Linked DNA regions of Mus musculus: region 2 is linked to region 1. A link is a contact called in public HiChIP or PLAC-seq data. All regions are on one chromosome and are shown on one strand. Each heading gives the region's core, a stretch centred on a gene start, on an enhancer-like site or on the middle of the called end of the contact. The rest is flanking DNA. Distances are from core to core; before and after follow the strand shown.

Region 1 (5,021 bases), core at 941-3,440:
CTATGTAGTTCTTGTCCCTGTTAAATAACCAGAGGGGACCTAGTGACGGAGGACGTGTAGCTCGTGTCGTCTAAATCTGAATGCCTGTGGGCGCCATGGAGCCCCCACCCACGTGTCTGCTGGGCATGAGCCTTTCCTGCCCACCTCAGTTCCGACAGACGGGTTGAACAGAAACAGTTATTTTTGCTCCAGAATATGAAAATTGGATAGTAAATCAATAGAGAGCCATCTGTGAGCATGTTCTCACAAATTCTAAATGTGACAAGCCGGAGGACAAGGTGTCCCTGGAAAATACGGTTATTGATGTTAGTAACTGGTAAAAGAGGGTGTTTCTGGGATGGGGAGGAGGGCTGCTCACGGACAGGAAACTGTGTCCCGGTTCCCCAAGCCATGTGAGAGGTAGGTCCAGAGTGTGGGACTGTGGAGAAGAAACATCAGGGCCACGTGAGCAGAAAGTACTGCCAGTCCCATGGATGCCTCTCAGATATCTGTAACTTCTCTGTCCAGAGATTTCCTGCAGCCGAGCAGCACACACGCTACTGGGTCCATCAGTAAGTTATAGTTCATGCAAGGTAAGTCTGAGTACCGTGCTCTGGTTGAGAGGTGTCTCAGGAGACAGCATCCCTTCCTGTCACTTGCTCCCTGTCACTAGGCTGGGCACAGCCCACGTCTGGAGCCCTCATGAGAAGTCTGGTCCTGAGCAGAGCTGACCGACGAGGCAGAAGGGGCCCAGGTCCAACATGTCAATGGAGGCACTGTTTTACCTGTAGAACGTCCATGTTTATATAACACCGAGGTACATTTTTAGGAGCTGGGGAGATGGCTCAGTCTATAAAGTGATCGCTGCACAGCCAGGAGGACCTGAGTTGGTTCTCAGATGTCCCCAAACACTGATGATGCAGGTGTGAGGTAGTGGGGCCTTTAGCTGGTGAGACCCTGTTGGAGGAAGGGGTGCTGGAGCCCTGGCTCTTTATTCTCCCGTTCACTTTCTGCTCTCTGGAAGGGGAGTTGCCTTCGCCCCATCACATGCTTCCCCCTGTGGTGCTCATGTGGTGTTGTACGCCTATAATCTCAGTGCTGGGAAGGCAGAGACAGGGGGATCCCCACAGCTTGCTGGCCCTCCAGCTTGGCTTATTTAGTGAGCTCCAGGCTAGTGAGAGACCCTGTCTCAAAGAGATGCATGGTATTTGTGAAGATAACACCCAAGGTGTAACACTCTGGCCTCCACACATCCATATGTACCTGCACAACATGTGCACACACACACACACACACACACACACACTCACACACATGCTCACATCCAAAAGAAACACTTTTATTTGTATTTTTATTTTTTGTTTCTTTTTATCTTCCTCCTCCTCCTCCTCCTCCTCCTCCTTCTCCTTTGGTTGGGTTTTTGTGTCAAAGGGCTGTTATGTAGTCCAGATGGTCTTAAACTCATCCTCCTGCCTCAGCCTTCAGAATACTAGCTGGTCACAGCTAGCCCAGAAACACCTTTTTGTCCTGCTTGTGGGACTGACATTTTGTCTTAGGAAATTCCCACCAGAGCACCATCTGGGTAGACAGAGTTCTGCTTAGTAACGAGCTGGAGACAGAGCAGGAGAGTGGAGACTGAGACCTGCACCATGTGGTCGCAATGAACAAAACCAGGAATCTGTCCCCTGGAGTTCGGGTGAAGGACAGTAGCTCCAGGGTCCCTCAGTAAGAATGGGCACTCATTTGCTGGCCAGGGTGGGCTGGCAGAGGGAGCTGGGCTCTGTGATAGAGATATGGAGAGGAGAGCAGGAAGGGGAGCCTCAATCCTCCCAAGTCAAAATGGAGGCTGGCAGCATGCTGGGTCAGGTTTCTGCTGGGAAGCCAGAGCAGATGAGGGTTTACCAACAGATAAGATGGCAAAGGGCTTCCCACAGTGCCCAGCAGGGCTTGAGAGAAATTTGCCTTATGAAAAGCGAACACACTCACCCTTACTGGGCCCCGTCAAGCATCAGCCCACCAAACAAAACAGACACACACACACACACACACACACACACACACACACACACACACACACATATGGGGCAGACAGCCAAAGGGTCAGAGAGAACTGCGGTTTCAGAGTCCCCCGCTCTGGCAGCCTGTAAGTGACTTGGACGGGATATTCAAGGAGCGTTTCCATCCACAGCTGGAGTTGATGATGAGAGTCTCTGCTGTGTGCAGCGGTGGACCGAGACTCGTGTAGACATGCATCTAGACACGGTTAAGTGCTACTGAGCACAACGCCTGCAGAACAGCAGGAGCGAATCAACACGGAGTCACTGCTTTATATTGTGATTGCCGGTTGAAAAATGAGATTCTCGGGGCTTTGCAAATTTCTGTTATGTCCTGGCAGGCTTCCTCTCACAATCCTAATGGCATGTGCAGCTCTGGCTAAGCCCCGCCCCCTCCAGTCCCTCTCCGTTTTCTCTGTGTGCAGGTGTGTGTATAGGTGTGCGTGCACATGAAGGTCAAAGGTCAACTTTAGGTGCTGTTCCTCAGGCTCACCAACCTTGAGACAGAATCTCTCACCTGCTTGAAGCTTGAAAATTAGGCTAGGCCAGTGGGCCTTGGGATCTTCCTACGGATGGCTAATTTTCCAACGGTCTGCCTCTGAACCAAGCTTTTCCCTGGTTCTGGGGATCCAACTCATCCCCCCACAGCAAGCTTCTCTCCCTTTCTAGATGAGCTATGCTGACCACCCAGCAACCTTTTCCTCCCCTACCATGACCACAGGCGACTTGGAAAGAGTGTGTTCAGTTTACAGATTGTCGTCCATCCCTAAGGGAAGTCAGGACAGGGACTCAAAGCTGGAACCTGGAGGCAGGAACTCAAGCAGGGGCCACGGAGGCATGCTGCTTACTGACTGGCTCAGCTTCTTTGCAAACAGCGCCCCTGTCCACCAATCCAAGTGTAGTACCGCCCACAGTGGGCGGAACCCTCTTCCACCAATCATCTACGGAGGAAAAAAAAAAGGTTCAAGGACTTGTCTACAGAATAATCTTACGGAGGCATTTTCTCAGTTAAGGTTCCCTCTTCCCAGATGACCCAAGTTTATATCAAGCTGACAAATAAATAAATAAATCAGCTCAAGCATTTTTTTTTGGTTTTTCGAGACAGGGTTTCTCTCTCTCTCTCTCTCTCTCTCTCTCTCTCTCTCTCTCGATCAAAGAAAGTTCTCAGCTCTAACTGTGCTGGAATTTCACCCCATCCGATTCTTGCTTTAAACTCAAACTCCTCTAATAGATTTTGACAGGGGCGTGCGGTATTTTCACCCTTGGAACTCTTTTTTATTAATAAGTTATCACTGCAACAAATGCGCATACGGTTGTATGAAGTTCATGGTCACTGTCGGGGAGAGAGAGACGTTGTCTTTAGTGGCTGAGATACTTGCATGGTTTCTGTGTAAAACACCCCTCACCATGTCCCTGTAAGCAACCATGATTAAATCTACTGACTCAATAAAAAAAAAAAAAAAAAAAAAAAAAAAAAAAAAGATATGGGGACTGGAGAAATGGCTCAGTGGTTAAGAACACTGACTGCTCTTCTGAAGGTTCTGAGTTCAAATCCCAGCAACCACATGGTGGCTCACAACCATCCATAATGAGGTCTGATACCCTCCTCTGGTGCGTCTGAAGACAGCTACAGTGTACTTACATATAATAATAAATAAATCTTTTTAAAAAGAACACCATAAAAAAACGATATGAAGGTGAAAGGGGACTGGAGAGATACTGGAAGGGAATCTGCAAGGCGCGGGGGGGGGGGGGGGCAACGGCAAGAGATGGGGGGCAGGGGACAAGGAACAGATCAACATAGATCCCAAAACTGACATCATAATGAAGCTTACAGTGTGTGATTAACATGTGTCAATAAAAAGTGTAAACACACACACAATAAAACCATAGAGATTGTGGTCCATTTGAAGGTGGGATTCTGAATTCAGCCCACAGTAGTGAATAATATCCAGTTGACCCATTGTAGGGCAGAGTGGCTGCTTTAAACAGGCCTACCCATTCCCAGGCATGAGTGTCTTTCCAGTGAGTTGGCTCTCAGATGTCCGCAGACGCTGATGATGCAGGTGCAAGGTAGTGGGGCCTTTAGCTGGTGAGACCCCATTGGAGAAAGGGATGTTGGAACCCTGGCTCTTTATTCCCCCGTTCACTTCCTGCTCTCTGGAAGGGGAGTCACTGTTCCCCCATCACCTGCTTCCCACTGCAGTGCTCTGTCTTGCCATAGACCTAATCAATGGAGTCAACTGACCATGGACCAAAATGCTGAGACCTGCACAGCTCTGGGACTGACCTGACAGGAGCAACAGGGAATGAAGAAATGACGGCCACAAGTAACAGACGCTGGGGTTGGCGGGCTGTATGCCCTGGTGAAGCCGCACTGGCAGTGGTCAGGAAGCTCAGTGGGTTTATCATACGCGGTGCTAATGAGGAGGTGGGTGAGTTCATCTCAGTGGGGCCATCGCTGTAGGGGAGCTGTCTAAGGCTGTGGTCACCTCGGATGAGGGATCTGCAGTAAGTATTTTCTCCACAGACTGTTTTTAGCTATTGGTCAGTTGCTCTGTAGAGATCTGTTCTCAGACCAGAAGGCCTACACATTCCCCTGACCCATGGGTCTGAGACACTAGCATTCTTGATGTGGTCTTGCCTAAGTCAGCATTCCTCCTTTAAGTTGCCTTGCTTAGGAATTTTGTCACAGCAGAACTAATACAATTGTCTGTCCTTACAAAGTGGCTCCAACATCAGCTCTGTCTCTCTCGCCTCCCTGCTTTCAATAGCTGACTGACAGTAGCCAAGTAGCCACCGTGATCCACGCTTGTATTAATGACTAGGTGAGAGCGGAAGAGCTTCATCTTCCAATGCCCTCCACCCATGAGGGTGTCCCCGCTCTCTGGTTCCAATGCCCTCCACCCATGAGGGCGTCCCTGGGGAAGAAGTAGCGGGGGTGGGGGTGGTGGGAGATGAACATGTGTCTGTGGCAGATTCTTCACA
Region 2 (5,021 bases), core at 1,471-3,970, 140 kb before region 1:
GGGACACTCCTTCCCATATGGCCTCTTGCTCTGACTTCATTATATTTATTCCTCTGTGTGTGTGTGTGTGTGTGCGCGCGCACGTGCGTGCGTGCATGTGCGTGCATGTGCACACACACGTGTGGGAGTCAGTTCTTTCCTCTTACTTGTGAGTCCTGGAAGATTGGACTCTGATTGTCAGGCTTGGAGGCGAGTGCCTTTACCCGCTGAGCTGTCTCGCCTGTCTGCATACCTGCAGTTTTAGTTTGCTCTGGGACCCACAAAAGCCGACATTGGTCTCAGACAGAGGCAGAAGCCAGTCACAGGGCCCTGCCTCTCTGGCGATGACTGGTAGCCATCAAGTCACTTTTGACCAATGAAATGCATGGGTGCTGTGCTGGAGAAACTCTGGAAGGTTCTTTGCTCTGTGGAGGCTTCCAAGGAGCCTGTTTTCTCCTCCCCGCCCCCTTCCTTCCTGCTCTAACCATCATCTGGCCACTCCTTCCCACCTCTGCCGCCACCACCCTATCGTGGCTTGGAAGGTTCAGGGCCTTTGCATAAGCTGCTCTCTGCAGACAGTTCCCACGAATCCTGAGGTTCCTCCCTCTGGATCTGTCTCAGATTCCCTGTCGGTGAGGGTCACAGAGCTGTGTGGGCATGCTTCTCTGTCCTCACCAAGAATTTGTCTTTCTCTGCTTCCCCCGGGGCCTTCCTTAAATAGTGACTGAGTGCAGAGCTGGCAGGTCACTCCCCAGGCCCTTCTTTCTCTGCTCCAGCTCATCTGTCCCCAAGGCTGAGGATGAGCCAAAGGGCCCAAGGGGACATCTACTCCCAGTGAGCAGATGAGGTAGATCCAGGGTCCTGTTGGGGCCTATGAGACACCAGGGTATGGGCATTAGCTGAACACCTACTGTGTGCTAGGCATGCATGGGGCACATCTCCTCAGCAAATGCTCATGATCACCCTACAGGGTCCCTGTGGGGAGGAAGGTAAGGACAGTGACAGAAGTCAGCCCACACCTCCATAGCTAAGGAGCCTCACAGTTAAGAACTGGGCCCCTGGCACCTGGGTCCAGGGCCTTGGTCGTATTCCAGGTCTCCCGCCAGAGCAGAATGGACGGTACAAGATGACCCAGGACACCGTGCATTTAAAGCTGTGGAGACTGAGGGTGGCTGACAAGCCTCAGTGACACTTCACCTTGGCACTGTTCAGGAAATGAGAACCAGGTAGCCTCAGGAAATATGACCCCAGGTGCTGAGCATGACAGAGAGGGGTAATAGAGGGCTAGCCTCTGCCTGGAGCCCATGAACTCTGCACTGGACTTTCTAGGCTCCGGTTTCCGGGCCAGCGTCTTACTTCTGTGTGCCTCAGGTTTTCTGTACCATTCTCCCTGGGCCTGGTGCAGGCTGGAGGAGGAGGAGTAGTCATATGACAGGAGATTCTGTGACCAAAGGTCCTTTGTCGCAGCTGGAGGTCTGTACTGTATCTGCAGGGATCACTGGAGGTGACTAAAGTCATCAGGTGTGTGGAAGAAGGCCACCGGGGCAGGCCTGGCCTTGGGGAGGTCTGAGGGGCGTTTATACATAGCCCTGATTACACACAGAGACTCTCCACCCAGAGCCCCCAGAGAAGCACCGTGACCCCACCAGAGGTGAACCAGTGGGCTTGCTTCACTTGGGTGCTACACTTAGGCCAGAGATGGCGTTTGGAGGAGGCTAGGCTGAGAGCACATGAGTGGAGATGTTCTGGGCCACACAGAACCAGGGCCAGTGGGCATCACCTCCTCTCAGTGGGAACTCAGGATCACGGTCACGGGAAGTCTGATGCTATCCTCCCCATGCACACCCCCCCCCCCCGCTAGATGTGACGGCTGGAGTTTGAGCCTGGCATGAAGTAGAAGGTCCTGGATTCAAATTTCACCCTCGTTCTTGGCTGGCTTCAGGAAAGGTAAGGAGTTGGCCAACAGAGAGAGGAGCTGTGATTTTCAGCAGGCCGAGACCCTGCCCCAGCCACTGACAATGTCACAGGCTCAGCATGCTCCTGCCACCGTTGCTCCTGTGGCCTGGCCACCATAGACATTGGGAACTTTAGGAAGAGAGCTGGGCAGTTGCCCACGAGCCTCATTGGCTTGTGACAGCTTCTTTTGATTAGAGAGAATCCTGTTCTGTCCTGTACTGCAACTTCGGAAGATTCTGTGCTGCAGGGGTTGGGGGCAGGGGGCGGGGCTCTGAGCACATCACAGCAGTTAGTGAATAAACAGCCTTACCGTGGACACATGCGAATATGTGTGAGTGTGTGTGTGCATGTGTGCTCTGTCTATACTGCTGCCCCACCGAGCTTTGTCTTCTCAAGTCTCGGTGCTCATCACTGCAGCTAGTGACCCATGGCCTCACTGGGGACACATGTGCAAGTGTGTGGTGAATGTGTGTGCATGGGAGTGTGCACACGTGAGGGTGCATCTTGGGTATGGGTGCATAGTCCTGTCTGCAGGACAAGATTTACGGTCTTTCGTGGCTCCCTCCAAATTCTCAGGATCCCCTGGCCCTCAGAGGTGTGATGATGCTTCTGTGGATGTGTGTGACTGGCTGCCTCCTGCTCCCGCCATTCTGACATCCCCGCAGTGACGGAGAGGATCCCAAGAGGATCCCCTGGGATTGTTGGCTAACGTAAACCCTTTCTGCTCTAGGCTGCTTGTGGTCAGGACATTTGATCACAGCAACAGACATGAAACTAGAACAAAGGTCAGCTCCGCCGAGACCAGATCAAAGCAGTGTCCAGCCCACAGGACACAGCCAATATCCGTGAAGGAGATGATTGATTGATGGAACGATTGGTCGCTCTGTGGGCAGGGGATGCTGGCCACAAAGGCAGAAGGAGCCCGTGTGGGTCCCCAGCACTGCTGTTAAACAGAACAAAGCAAAAAAAAAAAAAAAAAAAAAGCAGGGTATAGTGGGTGGAGACTGGTGAATCCCCTCAGCTCATTGGCCAGCCAGTCTGACTGAGCTGGTGAGTTCCAGGCTTAGTGACAGAGCCTGTCTCAAAAAACAAGGTGGAAATGGATAGAGGTGACACTTGGCATCAACTTCTGGCCCCCACATGCTCGGACACTCGTGCACCCGCATGTACCTGTGCATTTACCTAGAAACAGGCACTCACAAACACATGCATATCCTACACTCATACACATGTGTGCACATACCCTCCATACACACAGATGCATACAACACACACACACACACACACACACACACACACACACACCCTAGAAAAGCTCACTCCGACACTATGAGTAGGTTCAGCTCTAACTCTCCTACCTCACACCCCACCCATCTCTCTCAAAGCCTCCCGCATCTGAGAACTGATGGGAAATTTATTTATTTATTCTGATGAATATGTATTACTTCTTCTCAGACAAGATATGCATGTTTTAATAAGGAGCGTCTAGAGACACGATTCTTAAATCCAGGGACATCACCCCAATAACGAGAATGTAAGGCGATGATGAGGGTGGTGGGGATACTTAGGGCCCTGGGAGGCGTTGAATCACACAACGGCTAAGGCCTCCCTAGATCTAGGGGAAGGGTCCTTGGTACTGGGTTGGTAAGGAGTTAGACAGGTCCTCCTCTTTGTGGTTAAACATCATGAAGCTGCTGTTAAGTTATTCCTATATGAGACGACAAATCTCTGGATCTTGGCCCACACGTGTGTGCAGAAGGACCCATGCCTCTCAAAGATCTGATGTCATCATATCCTCACTCTGGTAATGGGTTTGTCACGTCCCTATGGGCTTCTTCAGAGGATCATGGGAAGAAATGCCCTAAAATGGATTTCCAAGGGATAACTTACTCCATGAATATGCTACCTACTTCATGAATATTCATGAAAGCATCCTTAGCCTCCGTAACACTGAACCGTGGGGCAGCCGCTCCGGTGTGTCTGTGGTGTTTGCTTTGATACATAAACTTCTGCTCCAGCTGTCTCTGTCTCTTGACTGAATTCTTTCCTTCAAGAAGACATTCCCTTAACACTCTTGGGAGCAACACAGGGGTGGTGACATCTGTTCAGCTACCTCCCCTGAGACTGCTTCCAGGCAAGTTGTCTCTGTGGCTGAGTTTGCTATGGATGCTTCACAGGGGTGTGATGGATAGGTCTGTTATTTTCTAAGTGCCAGGCCTTGACCCAGCAAACTGTGGGAATTATGGAAGTGTCACGGAGGAGATATGCTTGAATTAGAGAAAAAAGGAATTCCAGAATGAGTAGCTAAGTCATTAAGGGCGACGATTTCACACACAGGAGAGCTTGCAGATTTCACGCACACGAGTGCTTTCAACTCATCCCGGAGAGCTGGCTGCTGGTCCGGGTCAGCGGATTCTCAGATCCACAGATCTTCGCAGGCCCCAGTGGGATTATTCCCCATTTCCAGCCACTTTGCTCCAGTAGCAATGCCAGAGACAGAAAGAGAAATTGAGGCCTCCTCCCATAACTGCTGTAAGCAAGCCAGGACACCTCTCAGAGCCTCCACTGCTGTCTTCCTCTGTCCCCTCCTCCCGCTGCTCCGTCCTCCGCTGCCCCTTCCTCCCACTGATGTCTTCCACTGCCCCTTCTTCCCTCTGATGTCCTCCTCCCACTGCTGTCTTCCTCTTCCCCTTCCTCCCATTGCTGTCCTCCACTGCCCCATCCTCCACTGCCCCTTCCTCCCACTGCTGTCCTCCACTGACCTATCTTCCACTGTTGTCTTTCTCCTTCTGCTGTCCTCCTCTCCCCCTCCTCCCATTGCTGTCCTCCACTGCCCCATCCTCCACTGCCCCTTCCTCCCACTGCTGTCCTCCTCCCACTGCTGTCTTCCTCTTCCCCTTCCTCCCACTGCTGTCCTCCACTGCCCCGTCCTCCACTGCCCCTTCCTCCCACTGATGGCCTACACTGACCTATCTCCCACTGTTGTCCTTCTCCAACTGCTGTCCTCCTCTGCTCCCTCCTCCCACTGCTGTCCTCCACTGCCTCCTCCTCCATAGACACGTGGGTGCCTTTCCCCATGGCTTGCA

Evidence for each region. HiChIP or PLAC-seq counts read pairs in DNA pulled down with a chosen protein or histone mark.
Region 2: a contact with region 1 is called in an H3K27ac HiChIP or PLAC-seq map of embryonic stem cells, with 5 times the contacts expected there. The contact joins two enhancer-like sites. A contact is called at or near these places in 3 of 15 datasets of contacts at CTCF or cohesin (embryonic stem cells, large pre-B cells and pro-B cells), 11 of 484 Hi-C or Micro-C datasets (CD4 T cells, the MC3T3-E1 cell line, bone marrow-derived macrophages and 7 more), 13 of 115 datasets of contacts at active chromatin or transcription factors (T-cell acute lymphoblastic leukemia, VIP interneurons, bone marrow-derived macrophages and 6 more) and 1 of 9 other capture datasets (embryonic stem cells).

What each region holds. Positions count from the first base shown.
Region 1 is chr2:166,412,945-166,417,965 of GRCm38.p6, reverse strand. It overlaps Gm30796 (a long non-coding RNA gene), which reads right to left. Exons shown (of 4, transcript XR_375242.3): 4 at 2,763-2,974. Among named protein-coding and RNA genes, the nearest start is that of Gm30796, 11 kb to the right of the region's middle. Within about 2 kb of position 2,190, at least 30 of the 459 cell types and tissues checked have an H3K27ac peak or open chromatin away from gene starts, as enhancers often do.
Region 2 is chr2:166,557,425-166,562,445 of GRCm38.p6, reverse strand. No RefSeq gene overlaps it. Among named protein-coding and RNA genes, the nearest start is that of Gm29679, 4.6 kb to the left of the region's middle. Within about 2 kb of position 2,720, at least 8 of the 459 cell types and tissues checked have an H3K27ac peak or open chromatin away from gene starts, as enhancers often do.